Linked DNA regions of Danio rerio: regions 2, 3 and 4 are each linked to region 1. The links are chromatin contacts, called in public Hi-C and HiCAR-type maps. All regions are on one chromosome and are shown on one strand. Each heading gives the region's core, a stretch centred on a gene start, on an enhancer-like site or on the middle of the called end of the contact. The rest is flanking DNA. Distances are from core to core; before and after follow the strand shown. Region 1 holds the start of foxo3b (forkhead box O3b). Region 2 has its middle 4.0 kb from the start of si:ch73-257c13.2. Region 3 has its middle 16 kb from the start of si:ch211-51a19.5. Region 4 has its middle 8.7 kb from the start of si:ch211-51a19.5.

Region 1 (2,693 bases), core at 58-2,557:
CCTAGGATCAAACCTTGTTTCACAGAAGAAATCAAATAACACTTAAACGGAACAGAGAATATGACAGGAAAATAAAAACATGACTTTTTAATTACTTTGAAGATCAGTCATATGATTATAACCCATGGGTTTTAAACTCAATCCCTGGAGGGCCGCAGCTCTACACAGTTTTGTTCCATTCCTGTCAAACACAGCTGATCCAAATAATCGGGGTGTTCAAAAGAGTCATGAACATCTTCATTAGTTGGATCAGCTGTGTTTGATCAGGGTTTGAGCAAAACTGTGCAGAGCTGCGGCCCTCCAGGAATTGAGTTTGACACCTATGTTATAACGAGGGGTGGATTTAGTGATTTTTGGGCCTTAAGCAATTCCAGCCATGGGGCCCAAGTTCTGAAATGCACACTTCCTACTTTTACTATTATTTTTTTATATTGTGGTTTGTTATATCACTCAATCTTCTTTTCTACATTTTAAATTAATGTAGTCTCTACATTATAAATGATTATTATCTTTATTGTGAATTTACAGCTAAAATTAAACGTATAGTTTTTTTAATATAAGTTTTACTGCTGGGGTGGTCCATGATGGATATTTTATTTTGTAATATTATTATTACATTACATTATTATAATAATATTAAATTTGATTGTATACTAATTAATATTTAATTATGTTAAAATTGTACTTGTTTAACTCTCACCATATGTTAGGAAACAATGTTATATATAGTTTATAGGTATAATTTATACTTCTAGATATTTATTGGGGGGCCCCAGATTTCCAGAGGCCCTAAGCGGCTGCTGACCTCGCTTATTGGTTAAATCCGCCCCTGGTTATAACCCACCATCTAACACTAAAAACGTTACCACATGCGTTACATGAGAATGCTGTCTTCAATCTATGTCATTATCCTGAAGGTACACTCTGATTTTACTAATCGCATGTATTTTCTCAGGCCTTTGGTTATAACCAATACTGCACAATGTATTTACTTGCGTTACGTGGACAAGGGTGTCTATTCTATAGCACATTTTTGATATATACCCAGATAACGTTGTTTGCATGCCTGAACCACAAATTCTAGCAACTGAATCTATATTTGGAAATCAGATAAAGTGATACAGGCTCCCTCTGTCAGTGCTGTGGAGTGACTTGTTTGAACATGTCCTCTCGCCTGATGGCAGCTGTGCTCTAGGAGGGAGCAGTGGCCCTTTAAGAGGCGATCCCGTACGCGGAATCCAGGGGGCAGGGCTCTGTCAGCGGTAGAGGCTGCGCTTCTCTTCTCGCCCTCCTCCAGTCACTCAGTTCTAAGTTGAGCTCGCTAGAGCGCTGACAGACGATTAGACCAGAAAGTCCTCTTGTGCCTATAGATAGATAGATAGATAGGTGAAGAAGCTTTCTGGAGGGGATTTTTTTCCTCAATGTACCGTCCGTGACATCGGCATCGGCGCGCGCTCTAACTAGCAGCCACTGACAATGCGCGACAGATGCGTCTTTACCTTTAACTGTTAAAGAGATTTCGGAAAGCGAAGAGACATTGAGTTAATCTGGGAATTAATACAGATATGATCACTGCAGCTAACGAGCACGCGTAGCTCTGTCCTGGTTATAGTAGTTGTCCTGATCTGATTTTGGCTGAATAGCTCGTTGAACGCGCTGCGGCTCTGACAGGTCAGTTCTTTTGTCACTACAGTGAGTTACTGCTGGTGATGCTTGTGTGCAGTGACGTTGTGGCGCTTTGTCCAAGGTGCGCTGGAGAGATATAGTTGAATTACATCAGTGCACCAAGTGACTGGAGTGCGACACAGAGAGGAGACACGGCGCTGGATGAATGGTACGTGTTGAGCTATTGCATTTTGATACATATATTCATGTACAGTCTGCATGGAGGTCAATATTCTATTTCTAGTCAAACTTGTTGTTGTTATTATTATGTATACTGAATAGTAGGACTGTCAGTATGAGGACATTTTGGCTCACATTTGAGATTAATGTCTGCAGATTGTGCAGTGCACACACACACCTTAAGAAATATTTTATTTCATTGTATTTATTTGTAACAAGCCTATAAGTCTCATACATTTCTTTATTATTTTAAAACTCACTTCATTGATGTATAATACATTGCTATTTTTAAAAAATCCATTTGTTGTGCACGCTCTTCTTTTTGGCTGACAATCAACTGTTAGTTATATTATCAATAATGTACTGAATAATGTAGAATATTGCTACGCAGTGTAAATAGATGCCCTAAATTCTCCGCTTTCACAATAAGAGGTGTAGATATCATCCGTCCACTGAAATATGAACAGTCTCAAATATGTCAACGAGTATCATTATGAAAGTTCAAAGAGCAAGAATATGTGCCATCAAGCGAGTGCTGATTTAAACTGAAACCGGAGCACTTCGCGTTCATGCTAAGCTTTGTTTATACTTTCACGTGAGTGTTGCGCGTACCACCACAGACGTGTGCGCGCGCACTCGCTCGTTCTACAGTAGGTGCGTTTATGAGACACATTTCAGAATGACATATTTAATGGATTTACTATCTCAATAATGATTCCCTTATTCGGATGGCAGAATGTTAATATTTAATGCTAGTATTAGTAGTTATATTAGTACGTTTGTCAATGCGATTTAGATGTATATAAAGATTGATGTTTTTATAAAATAGCTCTATAATGTGTTTTTCT
Region 2 (2,693 bases), core at 141-2,640, 220 kb before region 1:
CGTACATATATGTGTACCCATATACATATATATGTGTGCATATTTGAACATATGTTTGCCTATATGTTTACCTATATTAGTCAAATTATTAAAATCTATAGCTGCTAGACAACATAAATAAAAGCCCATGTAGAAATGTACATTTTTTATTTACTAAGAACAATTAAATAGTAAAAGAAAAAATATAGTAGAAGAACAAAAATAAGACAAAAAACTAAACATAAAGAAAAAACTAAATAAAAAAATTACAAGCTATTTTGCTATACATTTCCTTCTTTTCCTCTATCTTCACACAAGAACGAACTGACGTTGTAAATGTTTCAGGAAAATGTGTAGACATAGCTTTCCATCTCCTCTCATGTATTTGCCATAGTTAAATTCCATAACATGCCAATTACGTGTGATACCAATTACAAGTGTTCGTATATACATACGTTTTTTTGCATTTGTTTTAGTTAGTTCTTACATCCATCCATCGTTAAGATTAAAAAGTGACAAAAAAAAAAAAAAAACATTAAACAGTACGACTAACATTTTTTTCAGTCTGGTTTAAAAAATTCTCATAATACTCAAACGGCCCTTCTTAAAGTATCAAAGGATATCCTTCTTGCTACCAACTGACTCTATGGTCCTGGCTCTTTCAGTTCTGTCAGCAGCACTCTATTTTGTTGTATATGAACTAAAGTCCTTCAGACGTTTCAGTCTAACTTCTCATCCTTGCTTATCTCATCTGTGGCCTACTTCAAGGCTCGTTTCTGACACCCTCCATTTTCTCCTTGTATGCTTAATTTGGAAGCCATTATGAGGAGGCGTGGCCTGTCTTTTCATAACTATGTTGACAACACCCAGATTTACTAACATATCAAGAGAAATTCCCTTTTAGATCTTAGTACCTTCAGGTGCTTAGACAAGGTCAAAATCTCAAACTGTTTAAAGGTTAAATGAAGATAACAGAGGTGAATGTTTTCAGTCCTACTGAACATTCTCAGGCTATACCTGCCTAGATCTGGGCTGCGTATCTGCCTTCAGAGCCTCTCATGTGCATTAAAATTGGACAAACACATTGGTTCTGTTATTGGCTCCTGCTTTTACCAACTCTATCTATCCATCCATCCATTGTTAAGATTAAAAGTAACTAGGAAAAAACATTGATATAGACTTTGATTAATAGTGAAGCAAATGATTTGTTTCATTCATTGCTTTCAGTTGTTTTAAACTGAGCTATTCAAACACCAATCACACTAGAAATGGCCCTGAATTGGATGAAGATGGACAATCGCCACTTATTGCCTACCTAAAATCTCATCTCTTATCCGCCTCAAGAGGCTCTGTAGCCGTCTAATACAGCTGATGGGCAATCCACTGTACCCAGAGATGAGTGGGCAGGGGTGCCCAACAGGGTCAGATGTTTCTGCCCTCATGGCATAACCCCCTATTCAGAAGCTCTTACTCAGCCAGACCCCCCGGGCCTGTGTAAGCCTTTCCCACTGTGATCCTGTTGTCTTATTAAAAGAAGCCACAGGGAACACAAGTCATCCACCTTAGGTTTCTGACACACCAATCAGCATCTGCGATAATGTCTCCTACAGCTGACCTCTCATACGACCTTTGTAATGGGGTGGAACTTTTAAGAATAATCAGCGGTGGAAAGGGAGAGAACTCTGCAGCGCTGCTAAATAACTGTGATGAAGTGATTCTATAATCTATCATAATACCATAATCCCATGATCTTCAGACTTCGCCCCTCATGAGGTCATAATAGCCCCTTTCATTCAGCAACACACGCTGGCTCTTAAGTGAGAGTTCGCTAATTATAACGCTATATTTCTTCAACAAAGCAGCATATTCAGCTTTGGCTAATTAAGTAATTGACCGTTTTAAAAGGTTTTAGCGTTGCACAAAATGTGCATACACCACATGTATGATGGATGATTTGGCAGTTTTAAATAGATGAATGAATCATAAAGGATGATTAAAATAAAGCAACGATGAATGAGACAGAACTGATGAAGAAACCTAATTTGTGATAAATTCACATTGTTTATATCCTAAATACAGTTATTGTACTTTGTTTACTTTTGCTTACTAAATTATAAATACAGTATGACCCTTAAGGGTTAAGCATGCTAAACATCATATCTATCAATACATCCATCCATCCATCCATTCATCAATCTATCCATCCATCTATTCATTCATCCATCCATCTATCTATCCAACTGTCCACCCACCCATCCATCCATCCATCCATCTATATATTCATCCATCCATCCATATAGCCATACATCCATCAATCTATCAATCCATCCATCCATCCATCCATCCATCCATCCATCAATCTATCTATTCATCCATCCGTCCATCCATCTACCCATCAATTTATATATCCACCCATACATCTATCTATTCATCTATTCATCCATCCATCTATATATTCATCCATCCATCCAAATATCCATACATCCATCAATCTATCTATTCATCCATCCGTCCATCCATCCATCAATCTATATGTCCACCCATCCATCCATACATCGATCTATCCATTGATCCATCCATCCATCCAACTGTCCACCCATCTATCTATTCATCCATCCATCTATATATCAATCCATCCATCCATATATCCATCCATCCATTCATCCATCCATCCATCTATACATCCATCCATCCATCCATTTAATCATCGATCT
Region 3 (2,693 bases), core at 69-2,568, 160 kb after region 1:
AGCCACATTTACAACAACCTCACTAATGTACCATTAATATTACCACCCAGTGCAAATTACCACCTCATTTAACTGGGAAGATGTCATGCTTTGGCTTGTTTTGAACATGTATTTGTGTAATAACACTCTCTGGGATTCCAGTTTGTCCCGTTTACCATTCAAAAATATGGCAGCAATGCAAAGTACAGCAGACCTGTTTCTCATTTGCACTGGGCTTGAAAATACAGCCACACAGAGGGTCATACAGAGTCCAAGGCATATGCGTCACAGCCACAGCAATAGATCAAGCCTTCAAAAAAACAACACAGATTCCTAAAAAAAGACCTGCACACTGCCCACTGTTACAGACACCTACAAGTATGCTTGTCTTGTTTCTTTCATATTGAATAGTCATGTGCATACAATCAAAGACTGTTTCATGCTGTTAATGATGAAAGTCTGCATGCTTAGTTTCTTCAGCCAATGTTTATTTACTTTAACAGCAAATAGGCTTCATTAAACTGAACGCATTAGCTAATCTAATTAGTTAAATTGATGTCTAGTAGAAATAAAAACAGAAGACATTAAAATAGTACTTTATGTTGACCAAGAAGGCATGATGAAATATGCAAATCAAAAGTAGATCTACCATAAGGCAGGTTTTCTAAGCATGGAGATGCAGAAAAACATGATTTTTTTTTTTTTTTTTTTTTTTAGTTTTTTTGGCCAGATGGGAGCTACTTGGGATATGATTCCAGGAATGCCTAAATAGGAGCAATAAACAGAGTAGCTAAGGAAGCAGGATCGAGAATCAGCGGTTTAATATGGGTCAGCTCCTTTTGTCTCCCAGGCATCACCGCAAACAAACAGTTCTCTGATTTCCTAGAAATATCTGGAACATATCCAGCCATATGGTTCACACCCCCTTTTCCAAACCCCCTTTCCGTTTTCTACATGCTTCTGTCTCACTTTGCAGTGGTCTTTTTTTTTTTTCTACAGAGTAGGCAAACACATTCTAGAGTTCTGGAGGTGTGTATCCTCTAATCCAATCACAGTGCACCCATGCTGTGCGTCTCGGCCAATGGCAAAGCAGAGGGGTGGAGCTACCAAGCATCTGTGTGCGTGTTGTTTTTCACTGTACCCCATCTCTTTGTTTTATCATCTCCCTCTCTGTTTATCTCGCTCTGTTGATTTATTATGCTAATGCAACAGAGGTCAGGACCTGGCATAAATAGACTATGAACTGCCCATATTGGGAAGGTATTTGGGAGCCCAGCGCCCACTCTCGCACACGCTGATGACAGTTATTAAGTAAGCTGATGGGGAGGGTGCGGTTGGCCCATAACTCCAACTGAAAGCACTATCTGTACCGAACAGAAGCAATAACACCTGGCCATTAGCTCTGCTGATGGAGTCAAAACACACACGCACACACACTTGGTGTTAATTCAATCCAGAAATAAAGTCAGCTAGTCATTATCACAAAATAAACCCAGACAGAATGATCAGCTCCCTGATATGAAGAGGTGAAATGAAAGACATTGAATTGGCAGAACTATATAAGAGTTGAGATGTCAGAGGCATTAGGAGATACAGTTTAATAGTAAAGAGAGTAGAGAATTCTGTACTTGACACAATTCAAATAAATCAGCTACTAAAATGCAAATAAAATTACAAATAAAACTGGTGTGAAATTAATTTGCAATTCTTTTCATATGTTAGGTATTATGTTTATTGTACTAACATGGCTTTAACATGGTATATTAGTCAGGTTAATAAAATTTCTTCCATATTATGTCGCTTATGCATACCACAGGTGATTTTTTTTTATCAAAAATGCTTTACAAATTGAAGTACAAACTGAATGTATTTATTTATACAGTAATATATTAAAATTTAAAATACTGTAGGTGGACTCTGTTCTAATATTCTGATACTTTTACTTTTGATCAGCTGAATGTATTCTTGCTAAATAAAATAATAAAATAAAATATATATTTATGATAAACAGTCATATACAGACGTGTAGATGGTTGGAGAATATGAATGTACAGCATGAATCATTTTTTAAAATGTAGTCTACTTAAAGTTGGTTATATAATCCAGATCATACACCAGAAAACATCACAATATTATTTTGAAGGTGAGATTAATAGAGACATAAAATATTTACATATATTAGCATTTCATAGCAAAAACTTACTTTTATTTCATAAAATTGTGAAAACTGTCAGGAGTTTTACAATATTTTGACCTGACACAAAGCTTATGTGTCTGATATAAGGTCATTCAAGGCTTCAGGATCATTCTAGTTGAAGTGCTAATCCAAAAACGGTCCGACGTGTAAATCTAAAACTGTCCCACACACATACACGATCCAGGGAGGTCACATTAGTTTATTATAGTCATGCTATGATGATTGAGTTATATATTGCCATCTCGTTCTTAACTGGCCATTGCATAACACTATTCGTAGCAAACAAATCAACCAAACCACTGGCTAACACATTTGGCTCTTGTGTATTTACATTAATTTGTATGAAATCTGGGGGAAAAAAGAGGAAATGTGATTTCTTCTTTTAAAAATAAAAACCTTCCTTTCAAAATATACAAGACTGACATTAGTATACAAAAAAAAAAAAATATATATATATATACACATATATATATATATATATACATATATATATATATATATATATATATATATATAT
Region 4 (2,693 bases), core at 124-2,623, 140 kb after region 1:
AGTGTGTGTGTGAATGCAGGAGTGTATGGGTGTTTCCAAGTACTAGGTTGTGCCTGGAAGGGCATCTGCTGCATAAAACATATGCTGCGCATACCCATGATCAATCAGGGATTAAGCCAAAGGAAAATAATGAATGAATATAATCTAACAGAAAAATTACATCTGAAAAATAACAGCTGATAATTTTTATATTTCTAAGTACATCAAAATACAAATTACTTTTTTTTCAAAATACAAAAAACTCAATTTGCAATAAAATTTCCCAATATTTATATTTGCATTTTAGATCAAAATGAAACACATTTATGAGTATAACTCAGCACTAGGCCCACACAGAATCTGCGCGCACAGAATTCCGCAGATTTTAAATTTTTAATCATTGATTCTTTTTTATTTACTTGAGTAAATGTGTGTACATTTATTTTTATTCAGTTTTTAAATTAATTTCAGTTTAATTATTATCTAATATGAAAATGTTCATATGATTTATTTACAATACAGTTTGTAAATTAATATTTTCTTCTTTTAGTATATATTACAAGTGAGACTTGCTTTGCTTTGTGAAAGACTTACCAAATAAAATTGATATAACTGGATTAGCATTTTAAACATTAAATAAAAGTTAAAAATGTATTATTTTTTATTTCATATTACGTTTTTAGTTATGATACTCCCAAAATCATTCAGCAGAAATCCGCAGGTTTTTAACACAATTCTCCACAGAAATTTCAAAAAATGTCCGCAGATTCTGTCTGGCCCTACTCAGCTCTTTAAAACTTTTGCTGCATTTTATTTAAAATGAGTTGAAACAACGCAATCTGTTCTTCAGATAACTTAATTCTTTCATGTTTAATCCACTTAAATTTGTAAAAAATGATTTAGTTAGCTTAATCCGTTTGTGTCGGGACGACATGAAGGAATTGTGTGGAACCCAGCATTTTTTACAGTGAGTATGAATATAGTATTTACTGTAACTGCCTAATGTTACGGGAATACATGAGAGACAGACAGAGACTGGCAGAAGTGCACGTCAACAGAGTCCTTGATCTCACAGAAACCCACACGTCTGCTATGCTCCTACTTTTTCTCACACACATGTGCTTGAACCTCCACCAGCTGTGATCAGGCCAGAATCTGTGAAAAGTGAGGTCAAGTGACATCATCGCATGTTGACTTTCTCGTTTCTCAAAAGGCAAGATTAGATTTGTCATTTCCCCCCCAAAAAGCATATAATTGACACATGGTCAATAAAAAAAAAATGAAAGAGTAGGAGAAGGAAGGAAGAAAGTAAATGAGAGAAGAGAAGGATAGGGTTTGGTGTCGCGCAGCAGGAAGTCCGGAAACAAAGAGAACATGTAGCACCAGCTGCCATGATGACATCACTGCGGTGGTGACAGAGCTGTAGGGCCACTGGAGCGCAACCCAGAAGGCCCCGTCCCTTTCTCGCACATTTTTTTCCATGGATAAAGCTCACAAAAGTCTGAAATCTTGTATTTCCATGATAGTGAAAACACAATGCAAACATCTTCAAGAGGAGACGTTTCAAAGGTGACGACACCTGTCACAAAATTGTGGAGACCCAGTGTGACTGATGTAGTAGTGGTTTATCTGAGGAATGCTTTACATGTATGTTGCCACTTGAAGGTTTGGAATGGGCATCCTAGATGAAAAGCTGATAAAAGACGTGCTAGTACCGTCACTGATTTTGTACTCAAGTAGATAGATGGTTGGTGTGTTTCTTGTCTGAAATGTCCATTACTGTTCATAAATTTTAATTTAAAATATATATTATGATGTGGTTGTTTTGTATGATGACCTCATCATTAACCAATTAATCAGTGTAATCGATGGCTTTAATGTCATATTAATAACAACATGTTTATTTAAAACAAATGATCAAAACAAATGATGTTTAGGTCATTTATCTCACTTAAAATTCAAGTAAAACATTACAAACAGTATGTAATGTTAATGAAAGGTTTTAAATAATAAATGATGCGTCAACATTAGGAAGGAAGACAATTAAGCAAATCATTTCTGAAATGAAACATTTCACATTTGGCCACACATAATGTGCACTCTTATAATTACTCAATTCTGACGGGCAATTTCAGTTTAATCAGTTAGAATTGTTTGCAGATTAACAGGCACTCAAAGGATGTTTAATGGAATAAGTTAACACTTTGTGCAGCTGTCTGATATTAAGCTGAAACAAACGGCATCACTTCACTATTTAACCTCATAAGCAGTTAATTTTAGCCATAATTAATACCTGTAAAACTAGCCTGATCTCATGACGAAACGTAACTTTTTGACGTTTTGTCAGTTAAGTGGCTAAACCGTACAAGTTCAGTCATTCGAAAATGTACGATTTTAAAAAGGTAAACCCAACCATCATTGGGGAATGAGCAATTGTATTAAATTGTATGAATGAGATCATGTGAATTCATACGGATCAGCCACTAATTCAAAAAGTTACGAATTGCTGTGAGATAGCATTGGAAGAACCTGGTGCTATATGCTTTCTGAAGTGTCTTAAAAAATGTATTTCCTCTGAAAATGCAGTTATGTTCCAAATTAGAATAATATTTCTGAAGGCTCATGTTACACGGAAGGATTTATGGATGCAGCTTTGCCATTACAGGGATACATTTTATTTCAAAATTTATTCAAGTAGAAAATAATTCATTTAA

The links. Hi-C and Micro-C count contacts between places; a contact is called where the count stands out from the background. HiCAR-type assays count read pairs that join an accessible place to other places.
Region 2: a Hi-C map of embryo shows a contact between it and region 1, with 2.2 times the contacts expected there. The contact joins the enhancer-like site here to the promoter of foxo3b in region 1. A contact is called at or near these places in 3 of 18 Hi-C or Micro-C datasets (caudal fin and embryo) and 1 of 4 datasets of contacts at active chromatin or transcription factors (embryo).
Region 3: a HiCAR-type map of caudal fin shows a contact between it and region 1, with 5 times the contacts expected there. The contact joins the enhancer-like site here to the promoter of foxo3b in region 1. A contact is called at or near these places in 5 of 18 Hi-C or Micro-C datasets (caudal fin, embryo and fibroblasts) and 1 of 4 datasets of contacts at active chromatin or transcription factors (caudal fin).
Region 4: a contact with region 1 is called in a Hi-C map of hematopoietic stem cells, with 5 times the contacts expected there. The contact joins the enhancer-like site here to the promoter of foxo3b in region 1. A contact is called at or near these places in 1 of 18 Hi-C or Micro-C datasets (hematopoietic stem cells) and 1 of 4 datasets of contacts at active chromatin or transcription factors (embryo).

What each region holds. Positions count from the first base shown.
Region 1 is chr20:35,139,326-35,142,018 of GRCz12tu, reverse strand. foxo3b (forkhead box O3b) reads left to right here and starts at 1,307. Exons shown (of 4, transcript NM_131085.1): 1 at 1,307-1,834. All of the region lies in intron 3 of LOC141379314 (a long non-coding RNA gene), which reads right to left.
Region 2 is chr20:35,355,583-35,358,275 of GRCz12tu, reverse strand. No RefSeq gene overlaps it. Among named protein-coding and RNA genes, the nearest start is that of si:ch73-257c13.2, 4.0 kb to the left of the region's middle. Within about 2 kb of position 1,390, at least 4 of the 62 cell types and tissues checked have an H3K27ac peak or open chromatin away from gene starts, as enhancers often do.
Region 3 is chr20:34,979,141-34,981,833 of GRCz12tu, reverse strand. It overlaps a transcript of sesn1 not described here. Among named protein-coding and RNA genes, the nearest start is that of si:ch211-51a19.5, 16 kb to the left of the region's middle. Within about 2 kb of position 1,318, at least 54 of the 62 cell types and tissues checked have an H3K27ac peak or open chromatin away from gene starts, as enhancers often do. A contact at or near this core is called in caudal fin, where this site is marked.
Region 4 is chr20:35,004,056-35,006,748 of GRCz12tu, reverse strand. It overlaps a transcript of sesn1 not described here. Among named protein-coding and RNA genes, the nearest start is that of si:ch211-51a19.5, 8.7 kb to the right of the region's middle. Within about 2 kb of position 1,373, at least 10 of the 62 cell types and tissues checked have an H3K27ac peak or open chromatin away from gene starts, as enhancers often do.